Regions from separate parts of the Gossypium hirsutum genome. Here region 1 is linked to region 2. Evidence: chromatin contacts called from public Hi-C data. All regions are on one chromosome and are shown on one strand. Each heading gives the region's core, a stretch centred on a gene start, on an enhancer-like site or on the middle of the called end of the contact. The rest is flanking DNA. Distances are from core to core; before and after follow the strand shown. Region 1 has its middle 9.9 kb from the start of LOC107945001. Region 2 holds the start of LOC107945870.

Region 1 (2,700 bases), core at 124-2,623, 100 kb after region 2:
CCCCTCATGAATATCCTCATCAGATTTTTATTTTTATTTTTTTGCTATTTAAGAATTGTTCCGCATATCAATCTTGATATAGAGGTTAAATCACTCTCTAAGTGAACTACTCAGATTGGATAAAAATTAAAAATTGAAACAAAAAAAAAGGTGGTTGAACGGTGTTTTCTTACCTTTTTTTATAATTTTTTATTTATTTATTGTTAGACCAACGATTGAATTGAGAATCAATGGTCTGACCGATTCGATCACCTATCCGATTATTTGTATGTATTTATTCGTGATAACGTAATTGAAAAAAGGTGTAAGTAATAGATAGTAATCATACATTCTTAGAATTGTAAAAGATTCTAATTTTTTAAATTTGTTTAAAAGTCATCATGGTTAATTGCCACGCGTAATTTTTTCAATTTTCAACCATGAGATATGAATTGAAGCAAATAATTAAGGTGCTCAGATTACATTCTATTCAATAAGACCAACTAATTACAATAGCTACTAAACAATGTGACACAAATGTAATTGCTTGTATCGATTACGCTTAATGAGACTCACTAATTATTATAGTCATCCATGCATACATATAAATGAATTACAAATAATTACACGTAAATTTATATACTAAATCAACTTTCCAAACATATCAATAAATATGAACAATATAATTAATTAAATTATTTGTTTGTAACACTTGTTGATATCCCTTTTAATATTTTTTTAAATCTAAACCGACCTTCTTTTTATAATTTTTAGGTACAAGTATCATGGAGGCTTACGTATTAAGAATCAAATTGCATTTTGCCCCTGCTTAAAAAAAATGGGGTTGTTAGTCTGATTAACGAGCAAATTGGTTCTTCCATGGAGGCCCTTGTACTAGGAGTTAGATTGCATTTTATCCCTTCTACTCGGAAAATTGGCAAATTAGTCTTTACACATTAAATCAAAGAGCAAACTAATTATTTTGTTAAAAATTCTATCAATTTCTACTGTTAAAAACTGGTCCCTGTAAGTCAGAATAAGATATACGTTGCATGCTACGTGTAACTGTCTAGTTATTCTATCTGTCACGCTAGTTTTTAATAATAAAAATTGATGAATTTTTTAATAGAAATGATAAATTTACTCTTTAATCAACATATAAAGAATAATTTACCTATTTTTTTGAATAAAAAAATAAAACAAAATCTGATTTATAATACAATAATTTTCATGAAATTTTATCAAAATTGCAAGGTACACCCTACCTCAAATATCTTAAAAAAACCCTAGGGTTGGTACCTTAAAATTTTTTTGTTGTGTGGGGGATCCCCTTCCATAAGAAAAATTGAGCACTAGGCCAAAGGCCAATCAAAAGAAACACAAAGTGAAATTGGTCTCCGCATGGGGTGTACGATGGACATTCACCCCCAAAGACCACACTTTGTCCCACACCAATCATCCATTTCCAGTAATATTATTATCTCCCTAAAAGCCTCTAAAATTTTCTCTAGTCAACCCCTCTCTCTAATTATTTCTTTTTAGATTTTGAGATTTTGGGTATTTTTTAAAAATTTAGAATTTAGTTCTTTTATTTTTTTAAATTTCAAAATTCAAGTTGAACGGTTAATTTTTTAAAATTTTTTTGTTAAACTCAAGGTTATCACGACGTTATATTTTTAGTTACATAGTTATCAAATGAATATTTTTTTTATTTTAAAATGTCACATCTATAAATTTAATAAAAAATTTAACAGTATTAACAATTGGATTTCAATTATGAAATTTGAAAAGTAGAAGAACCAAAATATTTTAACCAAAGAAAAATGAGAACAATTCATTAAGATTCTATCAAGATACAATAGCTTTTCTTTTTCCACTTTATATAAATATATATTTAATTGATTTACTTAATTGAATCTAAAATTAACATATTCATAATTTTTTTACAATCGATTCCTTAATTGAATTCATCAATATAATTAAACTTATCATGTAAATCGATCTAATATATTTATCATATTAATATAATATAATGCCTTTTTCTAATATATCTTTGGTGGTCAAAATTTTTTTACGCTAAAAAATAATTAAATATCGTAAAAAATGATAAGAATATGTAAAACTACTATAATTGATGCCATTGAAGATTTAATTTATTTTTTTATAAGATAATTATGGATCTAATCTCTAATCCTAAAGGAATCTGCTGGATTAGATTGAAAAGATTATGCAACAAAGAATAATTATCTTAGCCCTAAAGAGTTGCAAAGAGCCAATTTTTTTTATTGGATTAATTAAATTTCAAGAATCAATATTACTGATCATAATAAACAAATAATTAACATGAAAATTAATTATAATTTCTTTTCTATAGTCAACATGTGCGAATTTACAAAGTATATTTAGAATTTATTTCTTTTGCTTTTTGGATTGTTAACATTATTATCAACTTTTTAATTCTACTAGTACCAACTCAGTTTTTTTGAATTTAACCCAACAATTTTAATGGTGTTAACAATTAAAATTAAACTTAAATTTTGAAATTAGAAAAAGTATATAGGAGACTAAATTCTAGAAAATTAAAGTAGAAAGACTAAATTTCAAATGCACGAAAAGTATAGGGACTTGAACCATATTTTAACCAAATATATAAATAAAAAATCTACGTAGTTATCACTGTTTCTTATTAAAGAGACAGCTTGAAATTTTTGACAAGCCATT
Region 2 (2,700 bases), core at 13-2,512:
GTTGGTGAAGGGTGATATATGTTATGATCCGTTGTGTTCTCTTACCACAAAGAAAATGGTATTTGCATGTAGTTAATATGCATTTGATTTTCAATTTTTATTTACAGATTACAATTTAATTTTATAAATTGTTGATACGAAATTCTGGTTAAAAAAAATATTCATGTATTAGTGTGAAGAATTTAAGAGCAAGATGCTTGATGGTGCTAAAGATATTTTGATCGATTTTTTTTTTGAAAAATAGAAAAAAATCTATTAATAGAGATGAAGACCAGTACATGGATACACATTGTTGCAGCATTAACAGGCCAAGGAACACTAAGCAGCCGAAAACATGACAACATCAAGACAAAACTGAATAACATTACAAAACATTAGCACCATATGATAATATTCGCATTTGTTCTCAGTAATGAAATGGCTGATGCTATTACTACCTAGTGGTGAGGAGTCTTGCGTTATTTAAAGCTTGGTGATAAATGATTTTTGTTTGGTGACGAGTGTTTTTCTATCTTGTTTCACTCTTACTCTTATGTATATACTGTAGCGACTTAAAATTTTTTTTGCATGGGCGCTAGTCGACGTGATCATTGAAAATTTAAAAGTAAAGTTTCGGTTTTATTTAAAAAAGGGAGTCGCCACCGATTTTTTTTTCTAGGTGTGATCGGACACCTAATAAATCTTATTCTTAATAGAAAAATTATTTTGTAAATTTTATTTAAAAAAAAGGCTGAGTTAGGTCCATGTCAAAATTCCAGACAAAATTAGGGTTAGGGAGTTAGTTACGCGCGAGGAAGGTATTATACCCTCGCGACGCCCAAAATTGGTATCTCGTTAAACGTGTGTTGTCTTAAATTAAAAAAAACGAGTTCAATTTAATACTTAACCGTGATCCAAATTTTTCTTTTTCTCTTAAAAAAACAAAAAATTTGATAAATTACATATTATTATGTATTTTAAAAAATATATATAATTTGATAATTTACAAAAGATAGATATTTTATTTTAAAACACGAGAATTTTTAAATTTTTCATTTTTTTAGAAGGGCGTCTCGTATTTAACATGAACCGATGATATTCACCCAACATAGCGATAAAATCAATGGCTTAATGTTAAAACGATTCATTGCCTTAACCATTAAAGTAAATTTTTTTATTTTAAAAATGCAAGTAAAATAAATGTAATAATATTTCTAAAAAAAGTTATTTAAAAATGCTAATTCAATTAAAACGAAACAACAATTAAATACATGGACTAAATTAAAAAGGATAAAAATATTACCTACGGCCCGAAATTATGGGCTTGAAGAATGGGCCCTTTTCTCTTTTTTTCTTTCTTCCTTTCTTTTTTTTCTGGCAGATTGGGCCGCTGGGCGCTGGGCCGGATGCTGGCTTGCTAGCTGCTGCACGCTGGGCCTGGCTGCTGCTGGAGGGCCTGCTATGCTGCTGCTGGGGCTGCCTGGGTGCTGGGCTGCTGGGAGCGTGGGCCTGCTGTTTTTTCTTTTGCTGGGCTTGGGGCTGCTGGTGGTGTGGCCTGCTGCTGGTGGCCTGCTGATGCTGCACCGGTCTGCTGGCTGCTGTGGGTTGCTGTTCGGGTCGGGTCAACCCGGCTGTTATGTTATGTTTTTTTTTCTTCTTTTTCCTTTTTCCTTTTTTCCTTTTTTCTTCTTCTTCTTCTTTTCTTTCTTTTCTTCTTCTTTTCAAACCCTAGCCGCCGCTGTCTTTCGCCCGGTGATGCGACGATGCCGGCGCTCCTCCCTTCTTTCTCTGTCTTCTTTCTCTCCTTTTCTTTTTTTTCTCTTCTTTCTTCTTTCCCTTCTTTTTTCTTTCCTTCTCTCTTTCTCTTCTATTTCGACAACCCCCAAAGTTGAAGGCGTCGCCGCCGCGCTCGCCCTCGGCTCTTCTTCGCCTCGGTGGCCTGCGATTCAAAGGTAAACGTTTTTTAAAATATGATTCTTGGCTGCTGATTTTTGGAAATTTTTTGCTTCATTTTTTTGTTTGGTTGCTTCGTGATTGGCTTTTAGGTGGTGGTGCGACGGTTGCGGTGGCGGTGGTTGCGCGACGGTGGCGATGGCCTTTGGCTGCTGTTGTTCGGATTTTTTATTTTTTTTTGCTTCTTTTTTTTTGTTTTTTTTCGAATCCCCCTCTCCCTCTCATTTTTCTTCTTTTAATCTCACCGATTTGTTTTCTTTCTCTTTGTCTTCAGGTGACAGTGGAGGGCATCATGAACCTAAGGAGGCTGCCGGAGTAGCTGGAGATGCCGATTGGGTGATTTGACATGTCCAGAAGGACTAAATTGTAGAGGATGCAAAACTTTCTGGGGCAAAATCGAAATTTTAGAAAAATATAGGGCCAAAATGTAATTTTAAAAAATTGAAGGTTAAAATGTAATTTTGAAAAATTTAAGGGTCATGTAATTTTTATTTTTTTGTATTTTTCCATTTTTTTTTTTGAAAAACCATAAAACCGAGCCGGACAAAGATTAGTGCTTACATTTACCGTTTTGAGGGATGATGATTGAGTTCTATTTTTCAACAATTTGGTTGTTTGTGTAGGAGTGCTTCAGTATTTTGGAGTTTTTGTAACATTTTTGTCTATGGAAGAGGTTGGCATTTATCAACTGTCTTTAATTTATAATGTTATTAGTAGTTAACTTTATTGAAATAATTGCAAAACATTTTTTTTCTGAACTAATGTTTA

The links. Hi-C and Micro-C count contacts between places; a contact is called where the count stands out from the background.
Region 1: a Hi-C map of leaf shows a contact between it and region 2, with 2.3 times the contacts expected there. The contact joins the enhancer-like site here to the promoter of LOC107945870 in region 2. A contact is called at or near these places in 6 of 34 Hi-C or Micro-C datasets (callus and leaf).

What each region holds. Positions count from the first base shown.
Region 1 is chrD12:41,298,603-41,301,302 of Gossypium_hirsutum_v2.1, forward strand. No RefSeq gene overlaps it. Among protein-coding and RNA genes, the nearest start is that of LOC107945001, 9.9 kb to the right of the region's middle. Within about 2 kb of position 1,374, at least 2 of the 9 cell types and tissues checked have an H3K27ac peak or open chromatin away from gene starts, as enhancers often do. A contact at or near this core is called in leaf, where this site is marked.
Region 2 is chrD12:41,194,087-41,196,786 of Gossypium_hirsutum_v2.1, forward strand. LOC107945870 reads left to right here and starts at 1,263. Exons shown (of 3, transcript XM_016880023.2): 1 at 1,263-1,931; 2 at 2,025-2,089; 3 at 2,207-2,620. The coding sequence starts at 1,441. The coding sequence ends at 2,277.